7 separate regions of the Mus musculus genome follow, and all the other regions are linked to region 6. A link is a contact called in public HiCAR-type, HiChIP or PLAC-seq and promoter capture Hi-C data. All regions are on one chromosome and are shown on one strand. Each heading gives the region's core, a stretch centred on a gene start, on an enhancer-like site or on the middle of the called end of the contact. The rest is flanking DNA. Distances are from core to core; before and after follow the strand shown.

Region 1 (3,179 bases), core at 295-2,794, 1.7 Mb before region 6:
TGCTGGCCAGTGTTTTTCCTCACAGAACCTTCTCAACTCTGGGCTAGTCTTTTTGTTTTCAGAACAAAGGTGTTCCTCTCTTCTCCAGGCTCATCCCAGAGCCATGTTCTGAAAACAGCCCCTATCTCTCTAGGAGAGTAGCCTTCTCTGTGTTGTCAATACCATATCATTCCAGTTAATTTTTGCCGCTTGCTTATTGTGCCTCTGCCCTATGCCCGGAATTGTGTGCTTGATGCTTTGAGAAGGAACCAACGACCTCCGTGGGTCCCACCCTCCAGCTTCCCCAATGTGTGACATCCTGTGCTAAACTGGAATCCTCACGAGGACAGCGACTTTGTCCACACTTTTTAGAACTGTGTTCCCAGCCAACTAGCGCACGTGCCTATGAACTTATACTTCCCAGAAAGCAGGATGGTTTTTTGTGTCCTTCCTTCTCTGGGATGCTTAGGACGGCAGAGGCAGCCCTGATCCTCTAGGCCTGCAGGTGGACAGCAGAGTGTGCCACAGAAATCTAAGCGGGTTCGGAATCGGGAATGCCTGCCTCCTCAGGTAGAAGTGAAGTTTAGAAGTTGACACAGCCCGCGAGGCCGAATCAAGAGGACTTGGTGACTGATTGGCTGGGGAGGGTGAGGCGGGAGGAGGAGTCGCGCAGATGGCTCTGAGGTCTGGAGCTGGGGGGACAGGCGGTGCCACCTCTGATAGACTTTCTAGAAGTGCTGTCAGCTCCTGGTCGCCCCACCGCTGAGACTCAGGCCTAGGGTTGGGAAGCGGTGTCCTGGCTTGTGCAAACTTCTGCACCCCACCCCGCCCCCACGTCCTTTCTTCAGAAATAAATAACCAAAATCTTAGCAGGGATCTTGAGCCTGGCCGTTTGTCACCGGGTGTGTGTGTGGGGGGGGGGGGGAGCACCGTGGGGGTCTGCACCAGCTTGCGATTTCCCAAGGAGGGACACCCCCACCCCTCCCGAGAGCAGCGTGACCAGCCAGTCCCGGGTCCCCAGGCCACCGCCACCCGGGAGCGGAGTCTGGGCGGGACAATGGCCGCGGCCGCCCGGGCCCCGGGAGCCCCCGTGCTGGGGAAGGGGCTGTCCTAGGGCCGGGCGCCGGTGCCCTCCCCGCGCGGCTCGGGCGGGCGGAGGGGGGCGCGGAGTTCCTTTGTGGCTCAGCCTCCGGCGCGGCGCGGCGCGGGCAGGGGGCGCCGCGCAACTTTCCTTGGCGGCGGCGGCGGCGAGCGCGAGACGAGGCCCCGGGGCCGAGCGGGGGCCCCCAGCGCGCGGCCCGTCCCCGCCCCGCCGGCCCCCTCCCCTCGCCGTCGCCAGCGCCGGGCGCTGCCCACTCGCCGGAGCCCCGGGGCCGGGCGGGCTGCGCAGCCGAGAGGCGGGGGGCCGGACGCGGCTCGCTCGCGGGGCCCAGCGCGCCGGGGCCGCGCGGCTGCACAGCCGGCCTCCGCCGCCGCGGCGCCTGCAGAACCCAGAAGTGAACAGCAGGCGACCCGGAAGGTTTGCGCGCCGCTCCGCACCGAGCCCCAGCCGCGCGCCGCCGCCACCGCCGCCACCGCCGAAGCCGGGAGCCCCCAGCCCGGCCCTACTCGGGCCGCCGGGCTCGGGGCTGCGGCCGCGTCCCGGAGCGCCGCCAGCACTGCCAGGTCCGTGCGGGCCCGGGGCGCGCGGGGGAGCGGGCCCGCCCGCGGGAAAGTTGCGCCGAGTTGCGGGGCGGGGGCCGGGCGGGCGCGAGCGCTGTCAGCGCGGGGCGGCCGCGCTGCGTGGGCCCGGGGGTCGCCGGTGCCTCGGGCCGGGCCCCGGGGCGGCCGTGGCTGCGGCGGCTGCGCGCGCGGGGTAGGCAGCGTCTCCCGCGGCGTGTCTGGGGTTCGTCTCCGAGTGTGTGCGTGTGTGTTTTCCTAAGCCGGGCTATTCAAACCTGCTGCAATTCTCCGGTAAACAATGATTCATGGGGCTTAATGCAAATAAACGGATTGCAAACGGCGCGGTTCGCGCACTTTGCAGCCGGCCCGGTGGAGCGGCCAGTGCCGGATTTCTCCGTTTTTTTGCAGATCTGCAGAATATGGCGTCCCTGTCCTGTTTTAAAAATAAGCCAGGCTGCCATTTTTGTTTTTCTTTTGTCTGAAGATTTTAATAAAACTGTCTGAGAATGTGGGAGAGGCGGCTGGAAGCAGAGGGGGCACCCGAAGGGTTGGCTTTTTTCCTTTTCTTTGGAGAGAGCCGGGAGCCTTTCGGGGAGGTGAGACACAATACAATTACACTTTAAAGGAAAAAATAAGGGGGAGAGAAGCTGCCGGGTGATTTGGGGGGAGGGGGCTGGGAATTTAAAGTTAACTCTGAAAGTTTTCTTTTCTTTCTTGCTTTTTTTTTTTTTTAAGATTTTTTTTTTCTTCCCCTGAGGGCCCTGAGATGCCGCGAAAGGATATGGGGGCCCATTTCTCTGTTTCTTCCCACCTAGCTAGTCGCCTTTGCAGGGTTTTTGGGAAAAGTTAACTGCCGGTTTCCCCAGAACTGCGTGGGTGGGGATGTCGTGTGTGTGTGTGTGTGTGTGTGTGTGTGTGTGTGTGTGTGTGTAGGGCTGAGGTGAGAGGTTTTGGGAGGAGTCGTTTGGACGAGGCTCTGTATCAAAGTGGTATTGTAAGGAACTATATTGTAGCCCCAGATTTGGGGGAGTTGGCTGGCTCTAGGGGCATAAAGTGGGCCCAGGGTTTGGAGCTAAGATCCCTGTCATGAGGACATGACCCTTCTTGCCACCCTGTCCTCCAGCAGTGTGGATCCTTTAGGAGCTGTGTGTGTGTTGGAGATGGAGGGAGGCTTGCCCCTTCATGGGTGGCCAGAGCCCCCTTGGTGGACAGGAAGTTTTGGTAGCCCCCTCTTGGGGCAAGTCTGGTTGATTGCAGTGGAAGAACCCCCTTCAGGTATGGGTGGTCTTCTTAGCCTCCAGAGATGGCCTCTGTTGATGAATGTCCTTAGTGGTGGGTTTTTAGCTGGGTACAGGCCTGCAGCTCCTGTGGGTCCCGATATACATAGGAGTAGCTGACTGCCTGGCCCTTGTGTTCTGGGCCTGTCCTCTGCTTGTGTTAACTCCTTTCTGCCACCCGGCCTGCCACTTTGAAGTCTCCTGATTGGACATCAGTTGAGTTTCTGAAGTGGCTGACTGGACTGGCTGGTGACTGTACAG
Region 2 (3,518 bases), core at 499-2,998, 1.5 Mb before region 6:
AGAGAAATCAAGCTGGCACCAGCCTGGGAGCTTCACCCCCACTGGCTAGCTTTCATGGTGGCATGAAGTTTGACAAGTGGCCTGACCAGATCTCCCGGCTGGTACGATGTTGGTGGGAATGTTATGCGGATGAGATGGCCTGGTTGGATTTGAGACCTGCTCCATAAGATGGTACTCATGTTTGCGCTGTTAACTAGGCTAAAACCCCACTGACGAGGTCGCAGGCCTTAGCGGAGAGCCAAATACTATTATTCTGCTAAATGGACATAGTATTAAACTGCCCCCTAAATTCTTACCTTATTCCCATGGATTGCTGCATCTTCTGTCATGAGAGAAACTACCCTTGCAGTAGACGTGGATTAAAGCAGAGATTCACAGCTGGTTATCATGCAGAGTAAGAGACTGGAGTACTCAGCTCTGACTGGGCCGTCTCTCCCATACAACCTCCCTTGAGGGTCAGGGAGCATCATAAAACAGAGACAGAAAATGTATAAGAGATACAGGGAGTAGATGCCTGCAGTGAAAGATTCTTTGGTGGGCATGACAAGGCTGCTCCACTCATGAACTCGGTGGTAGGAGCTGAACCTGGTCTTCTGGAAGAGCAGCGCGTGCTCGCAGCTGCCGAGCCGTCTCTCCAGTCCTGTGTTCTGGATACAGCACTGGTAACTCACTTCCAAGCTCTGCAACTCTCCCTGCATCCCGAGGGCTTTTATCTAATTATCTATCTATCTATCTATCTATCTATCTATCTATCTATTTATCTTAAGTTGTATTTTCATGTAATTTAAAGTAATTTCTCTTGAAATTTCTTCCTTGACTCAAATATTTACTTGTATATTGTTTGAGCTCCAAGTATCATGGATTTTCCAGCTACCTTTCTGTTTCTGAGTCACTTCCATGTGATCCGAGGAGCCCACTTGTCACGATCCTGCCCTTTGACATTCGCTTAGTGTGTTTTGTGGCCTGGCATGTGGTTGCCGTGGCAATGAATGGTCCATGAGGGCAGATCTTGTACTCCTTCGTTAGAAGTTCTACCTTGCAGAATTCAGCCATCCCTCTGCTGTTCTGTCCCGCTAGTGAGTCTACACCGCTCATCGCTCTCTTCCCTTCAACTGACTTTGGTTTTGTCTGTTCCAAGAGCTGTGCTGACGTCACTGACTGTACTCACCCTCTTCTGCTTCTGTCAGTTTTGGACTGTGTTATTAGAAGTATGGAGGATCAAGGTGTGTGCAGTCCTTACCTGGATGAGAATTATCATGCCTTTGTGGAGTGTCAAACCCCTGTATCATATCATGAAGCCACTCTTCAGCCCTGGGAACTTCTCTTGCTCTGAAGTCTCCTGTTCTGAAATTAATACAGCTTCTCTTACTCCACCCCTCTTCATGTGCATGTGTATGGTGTGCATGCATGTTTGCATGTATGTTAGGGTGTGCTTATATGTGTGTGCATGTGTGTGTGCACACATGTGCATGTGTGTGCACATGTGTGTGTGCACGAGTGTGCATGTGTGTGTGTGTGTGTTTGGAGGCTTGAGGTTGATGCCAGGATTCATCTTTAATCACTCTTCTACCTTACTCATTGAGGCGGGCGGAGTCTCAGTCAGACCGAGAGATCACGGATGTGGCTAGTCTTACTAGCCAGCTTGCTCTTGGGATCCCCAGTCTCTGCCTTCTAAAGCTGGCACTACAGACAGGCCTCCATGATTACCCTGTATTTACATGGGCTCTGGGGTCTGAAGTTTGACCTGAACTGCTTGTGTGTCAAGAACTTTAACCACTGAGGCATCTTCCGGCCCACTTCCTTTTGGTTAGGGTTAAGTTGGTATCTCTTACTTCCTCCTTTGCCTTTTATCTGTAAGGTGTCTCTATATTTAAAGTGGATTTCTTAGTTACAGCATATATTTGGGTCATATTTTATACACTCTTGGCCTTTTACTTGGTTTGTTTATTTATCTTTGAGATAGGGTCTTATAGTATAATCCAGCCTGCTCCCAAACTTGCAATCCTCCTGCCTTAGCTTCCCAACTGCTGGGATTGCAGATGAGAATCACCATGCCAGCTAGTTAGTGTGTTTAGACCGTTGGCACCTGGGTTACTATTTTTAAGTTTTATGGTTTGATAATCCCAGCTCTCTGCCATCTGACACTGGTTCATGCTGATTGCTCTTCAAAATGTTGCTTGCCTTCCGGTATGCCTTGAAAGTTTTGGTTAAAAGGTGGCATATGATGTCTTGGGTGGAAGGAGCTATGTAAGTAAGTCTTTTAGAATACAGTGGCAGAGCATGTCTAGTGGGCAGTCTACAGCTCTGTGCTCTGGACTCTGAAATTCATCAGTATTTCTCAGGCTTCCCTTTGTGGGTGGGGCAGGCTGCTAGAAAGGGCTTCAGGCAGGCACTCCTGTCACCTGTGCAGAATAGTAGGGAAACAGAAGGGGCAGCTCCTTTATGTAAAGTAGGCTATGCTCCGGCACTCACTGTTCACAGAGTACACTGGTGTGTTTCACAGTGGTTCCTGTCCCTACTCCACCCCACCCTGCAGAATCATGAGGGGACTTTCCTGCGCATTCCCCTCATTACGAGGATGGATAGAGCTCTTGGAAGTGACACTCGGTAAAGCTCACCTGCCCTTGTCTTGGTGACTGGGTTTCCTGGAGCCTGACTCTCAGGTGGCCTGCCCTGTGCCTCTAGCTGTAGGGCTTTCCTGCCAGCACCGGTCCCTTCAGAGGTCTCCCCTCCAGTGAAGTCACCTCTCTTACTTCTCCAGCTTCGAGGGCAGGCCTAGGTGGTGTGGCCTCGCTTCTCTGATGGATCTAAGAGCTTTGAGTCTTGTTCGGCTTGGGTTTGTCCAGCTCACTTCTCGCTGAGGTGGAGCGATGATGTCTAAGCTCCTTCCTGGATTAGAAACTTGAGACGATCCTCATGGTTGTCTCATTCCTCGTCATTGTCAGTTGAATCTGCCTTTCTTCCGTGTTGGCAGTTCTGGCCCAAGGGGTTGAAGTCTCCGTTGTAGCGTGGTATCAGCTGGAGGAGCTGGCTAGAGTGAGGATTGTCTTAGAGTTTATCCATGCAGCTTCTTTGTTGATTGTAACTACTTCAGAGGCAAGCAGGCTTATAAATATGCTTATCAGTTATTTTTAAGGTCACAACATTTTATGTAATTTACTTCTGTGAAGCAAGAGCATTTTGAATAGTGTTCACCTGCTTTAGATACTTGTGTAGCCTCCCAGAATTCCACAAGACAGAACTCATTTCGTAGTGGAGATAGACCTCGTTCGGTAGCACAGACAGAATTCATATGGTAGTATAAATGCTGATTTGTTTCCTGAAGTCAGTCTGATAGTTTTCTTACTGTGTTAAAACCCTCTTTGGATCCTAAGAATCTGTTAACCCCATGGAACACGTTCACACTCAAGGTAACAGTCCTGTCCCATTGAGGGGACCACACCGATCTGATGGTTGATTTTGTGTAGGGACTGGAGCTATGCTCTGAAGACTCCAGGTCCTTCGAAGCAGTTCAGGAG
Region 3 (3,135 bases), core at 52-2,551, 1.8 Mb before region 6:
AGGGCTATGTCCAATTGAGTACTCAAAGATTCGGATGTAGAAGACAAGAGGGGTCATCACCAGGCCTTGGGAATTCCTAGAAGCTTGTCTTCCCCTCCTCCAAATCTTGTCTAATTCTCCAAATCTTGAATCTTTAATTCCTGGTTCCACTCTCAATTGGCCCCTACTCTGGTTTAAATTTTAAAAAAAAGGTTCTTGTCATATCTGAACTTGAGGCCGACCTTAGACTCTCACCTCACATACCTTGATCTAATCTTGGCACCCAAACCTGCCCTCTGAACAATTTGCACGTCTTAAGCTTAACTCTCACTTTCATCATCCAACCGAGGCCCAGGCCTCACTCTAGATCTCAATGAACACCTGGAGCAGCAAGCCGCATCCCACAATGCCCCAAACATTCCAGAATTCTGTAGCTGCATTTAGAGTAGCTCACCCCTCCCACACACCCCACTTCGACTCCCAGGTTAGCTTTGATAGTGGTCCTTCCTTTGCCCAAAAGTCCAGAAGGAGCTGCTGTCTCCCATTCTGTCTCAGCCTCAGCCAGCATCTGGTCCAGCTGTAGCTTCCTCTCTCCATCATCCTATCCCACCTCGACCTGTCTCCCATCCAGATCTCTCTCAAGCCCATTTGACACAGTGATGCTCAAGGGACCCGCCCCTGCCCCGCCCCTCACAGGAGCCACGCCCCTTTGGCATTAAGCCGGCCTGTGGCCCTTGCCCCTATTGGAACCCTGACCCCACCTACAGCCCCGCCTGTCCGCCTCGCACCTGCAACTCCTCGAAGGCATCGTCGATGCCAGTGACCTGGTGTTGCTCGTGCAGCGCGGGCTCATCACAGAAGAAGCAGAGCAGTGCGCGGTCCGTGAGGCAGAAGAGCTTGACCTTGTCGTGAGCCTGGCAGGGTCGCGCGGCTCGGCGCGCGTTGAGGATGGCGTCCAGCGGGAAGGCGCTGTAGCGCTCCACGATGTTGGCCAGCTTGAGGCTGGGCGCGAGCGCGGGCTCGGCGAACGTGCGCCGGCACTCCGGGCAGTCGCGGGCGCCCTGAGCCTCCTGCCGCACCCAGTGCTCGGTGATGCAGCGGCGGCAGAAGTAGTGCTCGCAGCCCAGGCTCACCGGGTCCTGGTAGATGCTCAGGCAGATGGAGCACAGCAGCTCGTCCTTGAGGCTGCACGCCATGGCGCCAGGGGCGGCGCGAAGCGGAGCCCGGGAGGCCGGCGGCCGGCGCGGCGCGATTGGGGGCGGTACCCGGGGGCCAGGCCCACGGGGGCACGGGCGACAGGCGCCGGGGAGCGCGGGGGGAGCTGTCTGCGACGCCGGAGGCGCGAGGGCTCGGTGCCGAGTGGGTGCCACCCGGGATGCGAGCACCGGAGCTCGGTTTCGAGGTCCTAGGTGGCCACCAGCGATGGGCGCTGGAGGAGAGAGGCCGAGGGCGTCCCAAGGAAGGGGCTCCAGGCGAGGAGGATCTAGAGGACCAGACACTCCCAAGGGATAGATGCTGCGAGGAGGAGATCCCGAAGAGGGGCGGAATCCCGGGACCCGAAAAGCTTTGAGAGGGGGTCGAGCTGGGGATGGGGAATTCTGCGGGACAGAGCAGCCAGACCCAGCCGCACCGCGGCTTTGCCCGGCAGAGCAGAGGAGGGGTGCCGGCCCACTCAGCTGCCCGACCCTGGCCGCAGATCCCGGCCCCGCGCGGCCCCTTACCCGCACCAGCTCAGCGGCCACCGCTTCGGTCCAGCGCAGCCTCTCAACCCGGAACCAGCCGAGCCGAACTGCCCGGCGCCCAGGCTCCCTCTCCGCCCCCGCGGGCGGGACCCGAGCCGCTCCGCCCCCGCGGCGGGCGGGGGGAGGGGAGGGGCCTCCAGACCCCGCCTCGCTGCCACTGTGCTCCTGACCCCCAGGGACGGGAAAAACAGCTGTTTCTTCTGGGTCTGCACAGCTGTCAGGTTTGTTTAGGGTCCTGGCGGCAGGGGGCGAGAGGACAGCTAATGAAGAAAAAGTGAGAAGATAGCACCTAAGGAACATCTCTCCGGATGATCAATTTGAAGAACTAAGGGCAATAATAACTGAGTATTAAGACAAGACGGTGCTCTGTAGTCTGCATAGAATATATAATGTTTGCATAGATTGTAGTGATAAAATTAGAGACTTGCCCTGTTGGCATGGGCTAAGTTCAAAGTCGCCATTCTCCTAAACCTTTAGGTTCTATTTCCTCTTCCCTTTCTAAGGAGGGCTCTTAGTAGAAGATTGTGGAGAGAACCCTGCCTAACGTCTAGCTCAAAGGTTCTTTCCATTCATCGGATGTTTCTGCATTGCTGTGTGAGCATGTGTGTGAGTGTGTGTGTGTGTGTGTGTGTGTGTGTGTATAAGAAGTTGGAGTAAGAAAAAAAGTATAATGGGAGACCTTGTCATCTCTGCCAGATGGAGGGGAGGAAAGGGATTTCTAAGAAGGTGAAAGAGAGAGACAGACAGACAGAGAGACAGACAGAGACAGGGAGAACAGAAGCATGAGTGGGGGGGGGCACATGGAGACCTGCATGCTGTTCTGTTCTGTTCTGTTCTGTTGAGAGTGGGATAAGGAAGAAGTTTGGGGAAGGTGAAAGGCATGGGCATCTTAGAGAAGAATTTCTTGAAGGTGTTGGGCTTTCGAGCAGAAAAATGGCCTGCCTTGGTTTGGGTTTCTTGGTGTGCAAGATACACACTACATCATCAGTACAGTGAAGGAGGGGGACCCTTTGCATGCATGCAGTGCTAGGCACGGGTGAGCAACTGTGGCAAAGCCGAGGCCTGCAGGAGGAAGGAAAGGCTGGCCCCAGGGAGGTGGTTGCTGTCTCAGGACCTGCAAGAGGTCAGTTTGCACCGTGATTGTCTGTCAGGATAAGACCATCAGGAAAAAAAAAAAGCACCATGACAATTAGTGGTGGATAAAGGGGGTGATGGGGAGGAGGTATTGAGAGTGTGTTGCATAACTTTTCCTGTGGTGACATGAACAAAGGTATATTCATTCCAGACAGGGCATAGTGAACCAGTCGGTTTATTGGGGTTAGTTAAAGGAACATGGGTGACTCAAAGGATCCCACCCCAGCATGGGTGACAAGTCATGAAAGTCACATCCGTAGGATTCCCTGCTCTGCTTGCA
Region 4 (3,439 bases), core at 454-2,953, 1.8 Mb before region 6:
GAGACTCTATAGATTTCTACCAAATAAAACTTGGGATATTCTTGGCAAGTCAGTAGCATTTATGAGGTACTTATTATATGCCAAGGGCTCTCCTTTCCTTCTTTATTTTTTAAAAGATTTATGTGTATGAATGTTTCACTTGCATGCATATGTGTACCACATTTGTGCCTGGTGATCAGGGGAGTCAGATGAGGGTGTGGAATTAGGTGGAGTTCCCACGTGGGTTCTAGGAATTGAACCTGGTCCTTCGAAAGAGCAACAAGTGCTCTTAACCTCTGAGCCATCTCTCCAACCCTACCAAGGGTTTTCTTAAAATTTGTAATTTTTTTTCTTGTTTTTTTGAGACAGGATTTCTCTGTGTAGCTCTGGTAGTAGATCTCTGTGTAGAATAGGCTGGCTTCGAACTAAGAGATTTGCTGGGATTAAAGCTATGGGCCACCATGCCTGGCTTAAAACTTGTAAACTCTTTTTTTTTTTTTTTTTTTTTTTCCGAGACAGGGTTTCTCTGTATAGCCCTGGCTGTCCTGGAACTCACTTTGTAGACAAGGCTGACCTCGAACTCAGAAATCCGCCTGCCTCTGCCTCCCAAGTGCTGGGATTAAAGGCGTGCGCCACCACATCCGGCTAAAACTTGCAAACTCTTAACGTAGTATACATAACAGGTACAACAGGGCATTAATCATATGTGTATAACTCAAGGAGCGCGCGCGCGCACACACACACACACACACACACACACACACACACACACCTGTAACCATTACCAAGCACCGGAAAGGTTCCATTCTGTCTCTTCCCAGTCAGCAGCCACATGCGCAGAGACAAGCAGCATTCGGACTTCTACCCGGAGAACTCTTGAATTAGCTTCTGAGCAACACCCTGCGCATGCTAAGCACTCCAAGGAGCCCGGCTCTCAGTCCCTGCCCTTGGAGTGCACAAAGCTGAGATGTTTTATCAGGCAAAAAAAAAAAAAAGGAAAGCAGGTGCGGGTATCTCAGCAACTGATATTAAGGCTCAAGGGAAGGAGGGGAGGGGTCAGACAGAGACAAGGACTGTGAGTCCCATTGCGTTTCGGGGCCAGGGATGGTCCGATAGAGGAAGATATTACACTGGACTCTGATGGATGAACAGGGATTTGTGTATAGAAGAGGAGACATGCTTTGAGTCGAAGCCACATTTCACCAGAGTCTTGTGGATTCTGAGAATGAAGGCATCACCCCGAGCTCGTGAAGCCACAAAAATTCTATTTGAATACATTTTAGCTGGCATTTGAGTTGGGAGTTTAAAATGCCTAGAAGAGGCGATTAAGTAAAAGGTCATATTACAAAATAAGACAGGAGAGGTTTGGGCTCCAAGGGCGGAGCCAGAACTTCACCAGGGGAGGAGCAGGGGGCCATCGACTTCAGCCAGGGACAGAAAAGTTTTCCGGAGTCACTTTTTGAGACGCAGGACGCAGGATCTGCGGCTCAGACCACGTAGACGCCTAGGATTCGAAGGATTTCCCCGCGTGGACCTCCGCGGACATCAGTCAGCCAGCTTGCTTAGCTGCGCAGCTTTGCGGAGCAGCCTCGCAGGGCTGAATGCTTTATGTCCGAATCGACCAATGGGCTGGCGGCACCCGGTTGCCCTGGCTACGGAGCAGGCAGGGGCGGGGCCAGGGCACCGGGGCGGGGCTAGGGCGGGGCTTATATAAGCGAGCGGCGGGCGCAAGGCGGGGCGTGGGGTCGGTGGCTGCTGGGCGCGCGGGGCGCAGGCCGCGGGGCCGGAGCCGGGGGGAGCGAGCGAGCGGAGGCGCCGAGGATCCGATTCACTCGCTGGGGAGACCTATGGGCCGAAGCCGTGTAAATGCGTTTTAAGGCGAGTGCAGGAGATGGCTGGGGGGGAGCCTCGGGGAGCGGGCGTCCTCGGCTTTGGGCGCTGACCCTTCCCCCGGCCCCCCTTGCCTCCTCTCAGCAGGGGCCTCGGCTCCGCAATTGCCACTCCTCCTCGGGGTGTTGCACAAGTTTCGAGGTCACCGGCGACCCCCCCTAGCAGCGCGCCTGGCTCTGGCCCCCGCGAAGGAGGACGGGGCTTGGTAAGGAGGCCTGGGGTTGGGGTGCGGGACCCCCGCCCTGCACTTGAGAGAGCCGTCCCGCGGACAGAACCCACCCGTGGCTCATAGAGCATTCTTAGTGTGTCAGGACCAACCTTTTATAAATGGGGAAACTGACCCAAGGTCATGAAGCAGAGAGCCGACTCGAACTCAAGCTCACGGGTTTTGTTTTTTTTTTTTTTGGCCCTTTAGGTAGGTGTAGTCTGGACTGGAGAAATCCTTCAATTGGAAGGAGACTTCCCCAACTAGGTTTCTCAGATCTGTCCCCACATTTTTTTTCTTCCAATTTCAAATTTCAGAACTGGAAAAGAACTCCAAACCAATCCCATTTAACAGATGGGGGTAATTGAGGCTCTAGCAGACATAACTTCACCATTCCCAGCGAACCTCGGCTTCTCAGGCTTGGGCAAGGGCACAGAACATGACTGGGCAGGGACCGTAGGCCTGGGGAGGTGAGGGATGCAGCCTGTTCCCCAGCGGTTTCCTCCATCTCCCTCTCCCCACAGTGTGTTGCATACTTTCTAAGGCGGTGGCCAAGGCAGCCAGCGGTGCTCCAAGGCAGCGGTTTCCTCCAGCCCCTGGGCTCCTCCTGCTCAGCATGGCTGGCTATCTGAGTGAATCGGACTTTGTGATGGTGGAGGAGGGCTTCAGCACCCGGGATCTGCTGGAGGAGCTCACTCTGGGGGCCTCCCAGGCCACCTCGGTGAGGGGATGGAAATGGGTGTGGGTTGGTTGCCTGTCCTCTTCTCTGTAGGAGACCTCCCATTCTCTCGGTATTGGTATTTGTTTACTTGATATTTACTAGATTGTCCCCTTTATCTCCAATTCTTGGTCCTTGCCCCCACATCTGCCCTCCCTGTGTTTCCTGACTTGAGAAAAGAACAGTATCTCCACCTTCACGGTCTCCCCAGCACTCCAGGTGGGAACTTCGGAGTACCTGCCTTTTGCGCTCTCCCCTTCTACACTCAGGCATACCCAGCTCCAGGAACTTCACGGGAGAACCTCCCTTGTGGTTGGTCCTCTTCTCTCCGAAGCCCCCAGGACCTTCTCCTGTTTCTCCCACCTGCTGCAAGTCTCCGGAACAGAATCCCACAACAGCTCCCCACTGCCCCAGGACCCCCAGCCGCACTTCCGGCTTCATGCTCAGGCTTGCGCTCTGCTCAGTTAGAGCAGAGTCGCTGTGTATGTGAGGTGCTGTTTCACTGGGCCTTTGCTGGGCTTGTCTTCAGGGTTCCCTCCCTCTACGGTTGCCTTTTTCCTGATTTGCTTCTGGCTGGCTCTGTATTCTCTGCCTCCAGGGCCACTCACTTATTCTGTAGAGTCCCATATAGCATTTATTAAAGGGAC
Region 5 (3,213 bases), core at 432-2,931, 2.0 Mb after region 6:
AACAGAGATGCAGCTTTAAAAATTATTGTTGGGAGCTGAAGAGAGAACTCAGTGTTTAAGATCACTGGCCACTCTTCCAGAGGATCCTGGTTTGATTTCCGACACCCATGTTGAAGCTCACAACCATCTGTAACTCCAGTTCCAGGGGTCCTAAGCCCCTTGTGGCCTCCTGGGGCACCAGGCATGCATACAAAATTCCCATGCACATCAATACGGTAATTAAAAACTAAATAAAGTCAATAAAAATTATTGTTATCTCTTTTTAGACTGAATGTATGTAGCTATGTTGGTGGTATCTTTTACTATAAAACCATTTTATTAAAACAGCCAATGTCCTTAGAAGACAACTGCATTTGCTTAGACAGGTGAGATATGACTGAAGTATTGACACACAGTAATTAATTCTTACTTTTGAGTGTTTTGGCTTCCTGAGCCTCAGTTTCCCTATATGCAAGCATGCTGGTGACATAATAGACTTTGTCTTCCTGTGTGCAGGTCCTGGGTTCCCTTTCTCCCTCTCCTGGGCACCTCTCTCTTCTCTAGCACACACACATGCATTCGTGCATGCATGCAGGCACACTGACAGCCAGGCTCCCTTCCCTCTGCCCTGAGTCACTAGTGTCCCCCAGAATGCTCATAGTGGTCCCTGGTGCTACAGAGTGGGAGCTCCTATTTTTTTTTTCCAAGACAGGGTTTCTCTGTGTAGCCCTGGCTGTCCTGGAACTCACTCTGTAGACCAGACTGGCCTTGAACTCAGAAATCCTCCTGCCTCTGCCTCCCAAGTGCTGGGATTAAAGGTGTGCGCCACCACACCCAGCTGGGACCTCCTATCTTGATCTACATGGCTGAGGCCCTTCAGCTTTTTCCTGCATTTCTCAGAGGTAAATGGAGCAAGCATGATAACTCACACCTATAACCTCAGCACACAGGATCCTGATGGATGGGGCCACTGGGCTGTTTGAGGCCGGCATGGGTTACATAGCTTGACCTTGTGTCAGAAAGAACAACAAAAGCCAAAGAAAACAGAAGGTCCCTGAGCACAAGGATCTGTCCAATATCTAAGCCCCAGGATGATAATGTACAGGGCTGTGCTCGACTGAGGGATCTTGACCTCTTGAGGATAAGGGACAAGATGAGTTTTTGCAGTCTGCTTGATAGCATTCTTCACGGACTCTCCCATGGCGATTGGTGTCAATGTCCCTCCTTTTCCTGGCATTTCCTCCACCACTATGCAACTTGTGGTGGTGGAGCCCTCCTGTCTTGGGAAGGTATTTACTTCAAGAAAAGTGTCCCTGGTCCTGAGTGTGACTCTATCGCTGAACAGGCTTCAGTTCACAACCTATGTGACTGAACTGGAGTGGCCGGATCTCTGCCGGCTGTGGCCTCAACTTGTGCAACTAGAAACCTGGACCAAGCCGGTGGACGTGTCAAGTTGTTGAAGTGAACCTGCGAGGCCGTTCTATTCCGGTTTTGCATGGTGCACGGAACCTGCTTCTGCAGAGCCGGCGTTAAGCAGTCGGGTGGTACAAGCCTGGAGCCGCCCAGACTTCGTGTGGCCAGGGGCGTGGCTAGAGATGCTGGGGCGGGACTTGTTCAGAAACGGGGCGGAGCCGGCTCCGACCTACCGTGGGGCGGGGCAGGAGGGAGGCGGAGCAGGAAGGGGCGGCGGCCCTGCCCGGCTTCCGCGTCATTGCCCTTAAAGCACCTGCCCGCCTGTCGCGGCTACGAAGGTGCCGTCAGAGCCCGAGACTCGGCTCCATGGACACCTTACAGACGACGTCCGGCGCTCAGCGGGGTGAGTGCTACCGGGTGGAACGGGTGCTGCGCTGCGTTGGGTCTGACTCCGGGAGGGTCGCGCGCGGGCAGTGTCTCCATCGCTGGGACCCCGCTGAGTTCACCCTGGTGCGTGGAACGGGGTGTCTTGGGGCACCCGGCGTTCTCCGGGCTCTAGCCAGGACCTCCTCGCGTCACCGGGCCCGGTAGCCAACCAGAGTCGCCCAGCAACTTTTCTCTCCGTGGGTCACCCCGGAAACTTGTCCTTCCCAGAATAGAACTCTGTCCCTGAGCCGAAGTATGAGACTCGGAGACGAAGGCGGTGGCCACAATGGGGAAGCCCCTGGGTCCCCTGCGCACTTCCAGCCCCAGTTTCCTTCTGAGAGCCCCGCCCCTGCCTCTTGGGTCCCTTGGGTTGGCATGGAACAGAACGGGGTTTGGGGGTGGAGTCAGACCAAGTTCAAATGTTTGTATCACAAACTTTGAGTTGATGATCTTGAGTAAACGCTTACTGCCTGTGCCTCGGTCTCCCTCTTGTAAAAATAACTAATGCTGAGAGCTCTTTGAGAGCACAGCGTGGGCTGACACGTGAGAATGGCTTTGAATAGCGTCTTCTCAGTTCGTGTTGCCCCATTCTGTGGAAGAGAGTCTGAAAGAGACCTATATTGGGCATTGCTTGCCCTTAACCCTGTGGTCTGGTCAATAGGAGCTGTGATGGACACATTCCAAGAATGTGAAATATGAGTGACCCTTGTGGAACGAAGCCTGTCCAAGAATCCAACCCCACCATGAGTCTGTGGAGTCTTGAGGACAGACACAGCAGCCAGGGTCGACCTCAGCCAGACCAGGATCCTGTGGCTAAAGAGGCCCCTACTTCCGAGCTGCAGATGAAGGTGGACTTTTTCCGTAAACTGGGGTACTCGTCCTCTGAGATCCACAGTGTCCTGCAGAAGCTGGGAGTCCAAGCAGACACCAACACGGTGCTAGGGGAATTGGTGAAGCATGGCTCAGCTACTGAACGAGAATGCCAGGCCCTGACGGCCCCCAGCCCCCAGCCCCCTCTGGTGCCCCGGGGTGGAAGCACCCCCAAGCCTTCCACTCTAGAACCCTCACTCCCAGAGGAGGACAGAGAGGGCAGCGACCTGAGACCTGTGGTCATCGACGGAAGCAATGTGGCCATGAGGTATGTGTGGAGACCTGTGGAATAGTGTCTGTAGCTCTTCCTTTGGGAAGGGGGCTTGGCTTTTCTCTTGGACTGGTGAAGGAACACAAAAGCTGTCTGTGAGATCCCACCATGTGCCAGAAGGAACCCCTTAAGCCTTAAAGACTTCCTCAGGGCTGTTTCTCCAATGCTATAAGAAGGAAAACAGCTCAAATCCTTGCCAAGAGTCACACTTCTTGATAAATGAGAAGCAAAGATTCAAACCCAGCCTTCTTTGC
Region 6 (3,389 bases), core at 567-3,066:
TCAATGGAAACACCTCAGCAAACTGCTCGAACAAGGCTCTCTACGAGTGGTAGGGAACGCCTGTCAGTACTACTTATCAGAAAATGCAGTGCCTGAAGGCACCACCGAGACCTCCTCTGCCTATAACCGGCTCCCTTAACAAAACTGCTACAAGTAGTTTAAGAGCCCGGTAAGGAGGGGCTGACCTTGACCTATAGGGCTGGCTTTTGGAATTAGGAACAGACGTGCCCGTGTGAAAAAGGGCTTCAGGTGTAGTCGGTTTTATGTCCTAACCAGACCTCTCCATAGATGATAACCCAGCTCAAATCCCAGAAGAAGGGAGCAGGGCTTGGCTTTCCCATCTAGGGCCAGGGCCTAGGAAGGGCTACAGATTCTCTTTGTGCCAGGTCTAGTTTCTCTTCTCTCTGAATATCTGCAGGTGGGATGGATAGACTCCTTAGAGAATGACTGACACTTTCCATCTTCTATGCAGGTCCTGATTCTACTGTGGCAGACACAAGGAACAGCTGAGGGGGTGTAACACACCCTACTCAGACCCTTCCCTGGGCCTGCTCCACCCTCAGGACTGTTTCCTGTGGTCCAACAGCAGCCCTGCCTGTCCTACTCTGGCTTCCAAGGAGGGAGCTCCATACTGTCACCTACAGAGCTGCTCCAGAACCCCACAGCTGAATTGAAAGGGGGAAAAAAAGCACGGATTTTAAATTTACACTTTTATGCTGGGCTACAGTGACAGCTATCCTGGAGTGTATGTGGTCCAAGGGCCGCACATGAGACACACCTGCAGAGAGTTTAAGCTGTTTGGCTTTTACCATATCTATCCTAAAGAACCCACCATCTTAGGGAAGAAGAAAGAAGAAAAGAGGAGGAGGAGGGGAGGAGAGGAGGGGAAGAAGAAAGAGGAAAGGAAGAAGAAAAAAGGAGGAAGGGAGGAGAGGAGGAGGAGGAAAAGGAGAAGAAAATCGTAGTAGTACCCAGGCTTGGGAGGTGGCAACAGGGGTCTTCCACAGAGCCTGGCTTCTCTGAGGGTCTGGAAACTGCTGGTAGACCCTCTCGGGATAAGGAACTACAGTCAGTGACTTCTATGCTTCTGTCCCAGGCTGCGTGGGACACTGAGGAGTCTAGTTAGATTGGTCTACTTTGAGCCTTGCTTGAATAGCTGTGTAATGTTTTGGTAAATTACATTTTACCATCATGACTAGTTTCAAGCTTAAAAAAGATTTCTAAGGTAGGTAAGCCGTTAATCCCAGTAGTCTGGAGGTTGGGGTAGGTGGATCTCTGCAAGTTCGAGGCCAGCCACTACACTGAGTGAGCTCCGGGCCAGCCAGCCAGAGGGACACATTCAGAAGACCAGCTCAAACAAACAAACAAAAACCAAATAAAGTAAAATTCTGCCTCCCCAACCTGGAACAATGGGTTGGTGGATGTGGGGTGGAGAGGGGTGCTAGGTCACTTTTTCACTTTGTCTTCCTGGACCTCCTGAGTCCCATCACTTCTCCAACTCTAAATCGGCCTGGGGACAACATGCTCAGCCAGCAGTTAAGTCCCGTGCCCTCCCACCTGGAGAAGGTGTAGAAAATAGGAGGAAAGGCCCAGGCGGCCTCGAGCCCGAAGGCATGAAGCCCCCGGGAACCGAGCACACACTGTCCTTCCCCGGGTGCCGCTCACCATCTGTTGTGACACGGGGGCCGAGACCTGAAAGAGCTTGGCAGCCCCGGTGAGCGCGAAGAAGACGCCAAGCAGAACCCGCAACACGCCTACCCTGAACGACATAGCAGCGCCCGCCTTCCTGGACGACTCTTCCTCCCTACCGGAAGACTACAGTCGGTCCGGCCCGCCCACCCGGTTACGCCCAACTTTCAGCCCCGCCCACTGATGGCCACCTCCGCTAAGACCCGCCCACTGAGGCCTTTCCTTACAGGCTGTACTCATTGTGGAGGGTGCGGAGTATCGGGTGTGTGTCCACGCGATCTGGCCTTCAAACCCACCCGTGCTAGAGGAATCTGACACCACCCAACTCCCTGAGTGTCTCTGGGTCTGCAGCTGTATGGAAGTTGCACAATGGCCTTCAGAAAGTTACTAGAAAATCAGTGAACCCTACAATTAATGAGCAATAAAGCAGTAACTGTAAGTTTTTCTGGTCCACCTATGCCTAAAATACCTGCCCCTCCCATTGCTCAACCAAAAGAAAAATGAGAAAGATATTTAAAGAATCCCTTACTTGGTTGCACTGGCAAACAGAGGACCAATTTTTTCCGGTTGTCGAGTTTTTTAACACACACCCATAAGGAAAATAATAACATTCTAGAAATGATTAAGCAATGTTCAAGGAATTTTCACAACAATTGAAAATTATATAAAACTAACACCTCGGGGTACAAGGGTGAAAGTGTTGACCTGCATCCATTTGTATACCATCTATGGCTGAGCCACTGAATACTATCTGACCTTTCATGAAAGCTGGCTACTGCCACGCATGATGTGCCTGTAATTCCCCAACTAGTGAGGATAAGGCCTGAGGACTGCCCAGAGTTGAATGAACTTCACAGCAAGAACTAGGCTAGTGAGGACTATATCGCAAAGGCCAGTCTCAAAATAAAATAAAATAAAATAATTCCCAAGCCCTGGTCTATGGGTCCAAAAGAAGCCCTATGGTCTCAAACCCTCCCACTGTTCATGCTTACTGGCCACGTACTTGGATCTGCTTCCATCTACATAACTCTCGGAGGGCTGGCGATATGGCTGGTGACTAAAACTGCTCATGTTTTTAAAGTGCACATGCCTACTTGGTCATGCAGGAAGGTACTGGTTGCTGGCCTAACTTAACTCTGTTTTGTCACTTTTTTTCCCCTGAGTCACTTTCTCCTGTGATAGATAACCTTGGAAAGACAAAACTCACCCAAAAGCATAATGACAGTGAAGAAGCAAAGCCAGCTCCAAGCAGCAGCGAGTCTGGCAGAGCAGACCAGGCCTTAAATGGGGCAAATGCCACAGTGATGAGGCTAAAACCAAACTGCTCCCTAAAGTGGGAACCATTTGCAAAACTAGAACTGAAAGAACCATCAATCAGACGACTGTCCTTACCAAGAAGTCCGACTGTCAGGCGCCCAACCCTCCACTGTTCCCTTTTCCTGTGATATTTCAGAGTCCCAGTTAGTCCTTCAAACTAAGGTGGCATTGTGTCCCAGCAGTCAGGAAGCAGAGGTAGTCAGATCTCTGAGTTCTAAGCTAGCCTGGTTGACATGAGTTCCAGGATAGCTAGGGCTATACAGAGAGGCCCTGTCTCAAACAAAACAAAACAAAAACTGCTGAGGTGGGTGGGGTCAATGAATCACAATTTGTTCTTCCCAGCCCAGTCTTGCTCTGCCCTTCACTGCTCACCTCTAACTGGT
Region 7 (3,416 bases), core at 654-3,153, 1.9 Mb before region 6:
GACAAATGGCAGCATCCTGGAATCTCAGCTCAGCCTTGATACACAGGCTACAATTAAAAGCCTTTAAATCCTTTGAAGCAAGGGTTCACATACCTTTTTACTAGCATTACCTTTACACTAGGCGCTGCAAGTGCCCGAGAGTCTTCTGCCCCCAAAACATGACACACAAGAATATAATTAATCTGTCCAAGGTCACAGAACAGGTAATGGCAGTCTGACTCCCCATCACACTGAAGAGCCCCTTCTTGGCTGCATTTGACCATTCATATATTGGAATGATAGAGACAACCAAGTTTTTTGTTTTGTTTTGTTTTAAAGAAAGGGGGTGGAGGACCTCCACTGAAAGCTTCAGACAGAGAAATCAGTAATTCCTGCTCTAAAGAGTATTTTAACTCACTGACCTTTGAAATCAAGCATACATGGAACATTAAAAAGACTGTCATACAGATTTCAAGACTGAAAAGGTAGGCAAACACATTTTCTCACACCAGATCAACTTCTGGGTAGACACCGCCTCTGAGCCCTATTGATTTTTCTGGTCAAAAAGTCTGTTGTGACTTTGCCCTCGGCAGCACGTTAGGAACCACAAGGTGCCTGCCAGTGGCTTAGCACAGCACGCAGTGCCCAGGGTGCCCCTAGAGCTGTTAGTGAGCTGCCTTCTCTCATCATCTGCATCTCAACTTTCAGCAGCGGTTGTGTGGAAGAACACGCCTTCTGCAATGCTGCTGCTAAGTGCGCCCCTAGCCATATGGACACACCCCTCGGAAGCGCGGCCCCTTCAGTAGGACATTTTCATTCTCTCTCCTATAACAAATATTCCTTCTCAATCATTACGATAACACGCACATACACACACCTCTCCCTTCCTGGGCAAAGAGAAAGAAAACAAAACAAAACAAAAAAAACCCCTGCTCACCCGGATATTCTGACTTAATGGACAGTTCCCTTCTCTTAGCACTCAGCCACCACCTCAAGCCACCTCAAGCAAGTAGGTATAGGGTGCTGAGTGCCATCAGACCGGTTGCAAGGCTGGTCTGAGGGTCGGTTACTCGTGATCGTCCGTCCTCTACCTCCTGCTGGGCACCATCCTCTCCTCCCTCAAGGTGTGTGACACCCGTTGCACCCGGGACGACCCCCGCGGCCACGCCCCCGCGCTCACCCGCAGTCAGGGGCCGGACACCAGCGGCAGTCGGGGTCCGAGGCCAGGTACCGGCGCAGCATGAACTCTTCGTACTTGTGCATGAGCGGCGGGTCGGCCAGCAGCAGACGGATGTCGTGTGGGTTGAGCCGCTCGCTGCACTCGGGGCAGCTGATGGGCACGCGGCTCTCGCTGATCTCCAGGCGCAGGTAGTGGCGGAGGCAGTCCCGGCACGAGCGATGCGGGCAGCTGAGGAGGCGCGGGGCCCGCTCGGGCGGCAGGCGCACCAGGCACAGCGGGCACTCCACCTCCTCCGCGCCGCCGCCCTCCGCCGCCTCGTCCTCCTCCGGCCCGGCAGCCACGGCCTCCGCCTCAGCCTCGGCAGCGGGCTCGGAGGGCAGAGCTTCCACCGGCGGGGCCTGAGCCTCAACCGGGGCCGGAGCGGGCGGCGGCGGCGGCGGCGGCGCAGCCGGGGGCGGCGGTTCGGCCTGAGGCTTGGTCCGGGCGCGGCGGCCGCGGGCCGAGGCGGAGAAGACGCTGTGGAAGGTGAGGCGCCGGCGCCGGCCGCCGCTGCGGCACTTAGGGTCGGGGGCGGCCGCATGGAGCGAGGTGGAGCGCGGCGACTCGGAGTCCTTCTCGGAGCCCATGGCCCGCAGAGGCTGAGGAGCCAGGGGCGCCCAGCGCCGCCGTAGCTCCCGCCTCAGCGCCCCCTCCCAGCCGGCGCCCCGGCCGCCGCCGCCGCCGCCACCGCCTCGGCAGTCCTCCCAGAGACAGAAGCCGACCAGCCGCTACGAAGTGGTTATAAAGCCTCCGCCCCGCGCGCCGCGGGCAACTGCGCAGGCGCCGGCCTCAGACACCTCACAACCCGCGCGGCCCCGCGAGAGGAGCTGGGCGGGGCCTGGAGGGCGGGGCCTGCAGGCTGCGGCGAAGCCCCGCCTTCTGCGGTCAGGTGGTCCGGCGCAGCCATATTTTGCACAGGCTCCACCCTCCGTTCCTTGTCCAGGAGTCAGGGGTCTTCTTTTCAATGAGGATGCCTTCATTTCGTCTGTAAAAAGAAGACGAGCGTTGATCTGGTAGTGATTCCCGCCGATCCACCGCCCAACATTTCTGTTGATGCTAGCCATTAAGTGGTAAGGAATATAGTCACTCATTGAAGATCCTCAAAGTGAGCCGCACTTCTAGATAAGACAGGCAGGCTCCCCTATCTTCAAGAATGAGTCCAGAGTTTTCATTCTAGCATTTGCTGTTTTCTGTCAACTAGTGAACTTACTCCTAAGCTGTATCTCTCAGGTACTCTGGTTAGTCACTGTTGGTAGAAAGAGGCCCAACAATTTCGCTTCTAGAAATGGTTTCTTTCAGTCCCCCTTCCCCAGTTCCTCTAACAAAAGACCCTTAGGCTTGGTGATGAGAAAAGCAAATACCTTCAACAGCAGCAAAGCCAGGTCAGGATTAGATTTTGGCTTAGAGAAATGAGAGAGGGAGGCTTATGATAGAGAATTTTCTTTCCATGAAAAATATGTCCGAAGATCGACAGTTCAAGCTTCTGTCTTAAGCTCACCTCATTCTGCCATATTCCAAACGGTGGGAAGAAAAATGTCTTATTTTAAGAAGACTGCTTAGGAAGTTCTGCCCAGTTTTGCTTGAATCTCATTGGTTAAAACAATCATCTTGATGCATCTTTCTTTAAAGATAAAAACAGTGTCTTGTTATTAATAAGGAATGGCAGTGAAGGCTTACAGTGATTCACTTGTCTAGCATGCCTTAAGGAGATGGGGGTGGGGATCGTGCAATGTAGGAACAGATATGTGAACATAGTAAGTTGTTTGATTTTTTTTTCCTGGCCAATACTTAAAACCAGATCCGCAACTCTTTAAACTTTTGAGATTACAACAACACAGCAAACGAAGCCCATTGGAAGAAATGTCCGGTAATGAAAACTAAGAACAGGGTCTAGTGGCCTAAGAAGGTATGATGTCATAGATGATCAAGCAGGTGTGATGTCATAGATGCCAAGACAATTTGTTTGCAAGAGGAAGTGGTCAGCCGTCAATTGTGACAAATGCTGCCAAGAACCCAAGAAAGAGAAGGACAGAAAAATATGACGGCTGGAATTGACAACACCAGGACTTTGTGTGTGTGTGTGTGTGTGTGTGTGTGTGTGTGTGTGTGTGTGTGTGTGTAGGGCAGAAGGGTAGTTTTCCTTAAGAAGAAAAGAGGTTTAATGCTAGATAGCTAAAACACACTTCCGTGAACACGTCACCAGCTCCAGCTCTTGCTG

Evidence for each region. Promoter capture Hi-C pulls out the DNA fragments that hold promoters and counts their contacts. HiCAR-type assays count read pairs that join an accessible place to other places. HiChIP or PLAC-seq counts read pairs in DNA pulled down with a chosen protein or histone mark.
Region 1: an H3K27ac HiChIP or PLAC-seq map of large pre-B cells shows a contact between it and region 6, with 8 times the contacts expected there. The contact joins the promoter of Zfp362 here to the promoter of Tmem35b in region 6.
Region 2: a contact with region 6 is called in an H3K27ac HiChIP or PLAC-seq map of large pre-B cells, with 5 times the contacts expected there. The contact joins the enhancer-like site here to the promoter of Tmem35b in region 6. A contact is called at or near these places in 4 of 39 promoter capture datasets (the 3T3-L1 cell line, the C10 cell line, hippocampal neurons and 1 more), 1 of 115 datasets of contacts at active chromatin or transcription factors (large pre-B cells) and 1 of 9 other capture datasets (liver).
Region 3: a HiCAR-type map of astrocytes shows a contact between it and region 6, with 3 times the contacts expected there. The contact joins the promoter of Trim62 here to the promoter of Tmem35b in region 6. A contact is called at or near these places in 1 of 39 promoter capture datasets (liver) and 1 of 115 datasets of contacts at active chromatin or transcription factors (astrocytes).
Region 4: a contact with region 6 is called in a promoter capture Hi-C map of hippocampal neurons, with 2.5 times the contacts expected there. The contact joins the promoter of Azin2 here to the promoter of Tmem35b in region 6. A contact is called at or near these places in 2 of 39 promoter capture datasets (cranial neural crest and hippocampal neurons) and 1 of 115 datasets of contacts at active chromatin or transcription factors (embryonic stem cells).
Region 5: a contact with region 6 is called in an H3K27ac HiChIP or PLAC-seq map of bone marrow-derived dendritic cells, with 4 times the contacts expected there. The contact joins the promoter of Zc3h12a here to the promoter of Tmem35b in region 6. A contact is called at or near these places in 2 of 39 promoter capture datasets (cranial neural crest and liver) and 1 of 115 datasets of contacts at active chromatin or transcription factors (bone marrow-derived dendritic cells).
Region 7: a promoter capture Hi-C map of hippocampal neurons shows a contact between it and region 6, with 4 times the contacts expected there. The contact joins the promoter of 1700086P04Rik here to the promoter of Tmem35b in region 6. A contact is called at or near these places in 2 of 39 promoter capture datasets (cranial neural crest and hippocampal neurons).

The regions. Positions count from the first base shown.
Region 1 is chr4:128,804,477-128,807,655 of GRCm38.p6, reverse strand. Zfp362 (zinc finger protein 362) reads left to right here and starts at 1,544. Exons shown (of 9, transcript NM_001081098.1): 1 at 1,544-1,644.
Region 2 is chr4:128,592,456-128,595,973 of GRCm38.p6, reverse strand. It overlaps Zscan20 (zinc finger and SCAN domains 20), which reads left to right. Exons shown (of 8, transcript NM_177758.4): 3 at 3,468-3,518. Among named protein-coding and RNA genes, the nearest start is that of Zscan20, 16 kb to the left of the region's middle. Within about 2 kb of position 1,748, at least 54 of the 459 cell types and tissues checked have an H3K27ac peak or open chromatin away from gene starts, as enhancers often do.
Region 3 is chr4:128,882,210-128,885,344 of GRCm38.p6, reverse strand. Trim62 (tripartite motif-containing 62) reads right to left here and starts at 1,301. Exons shown (of 5, transcript NM_178110.3): 1 at 768-1,301. The coding sequence starts at 1,175. It overlaps Gm33760 (a long non-coding RNA gene), which reads right to left. Exons shown (of 3, transcript XR_003955115.1): 3 at 3,013-3,135.
Region 4 is chr4:128,960,719-128,964,157 of GRCm38.p6, reverse strand. It overlaps Azin2 (antizyme inhibitor 2), which reads left to right and starts at 1,703. Exons shown (of 11, transcript NM_172875.4): 1 at 1,703-1,857; 2 at 1,954-2,074; 3 at 2,599-2,795. The coding sequence starts at 2,691.
Region 5 is chr4:125,126,349-125,129,561 of GRCm38.p6, reverse strand. Zc3h12a (zinc finger CCCH type containing 12A) reads left to right here and starts at 1,681. Exons shown (of 6, transcript NM_153159.2): 1 at 1,681-1,795; 2 at 2,480-2,956. The coding sequence starts at 2,514.
Region 6 is chr4:127,124,470-127,127,858 of GRCm38.p6, reverse strand. It overlaps Tmem35b (transmembrane protein 35B), which reads right to left and starts at 1,816. Exons shown (of 3, transcript NM_001099319.2): 1 at 1,666-1,816; 2 at 1-40. The coding sequence starts at 1,770.
Region 7 is chr4:129,056,640-129,060,055 of GRCm38.p6, reverse strand. It overlaps 1700086P04Rik (a long non-coding RNA gene), which reads left to right and starts at 1,903. Exons shown (of 2, transcript XR_868180.3): 1 at 1,903-2,268. Rnf19b (ring finger protein 19B) reads right to left here and starts at 1,912. Exons shown (of 9, transcript NM_029219.2): 1 at 1,160-1,912. The coding sequence starts at 1,785.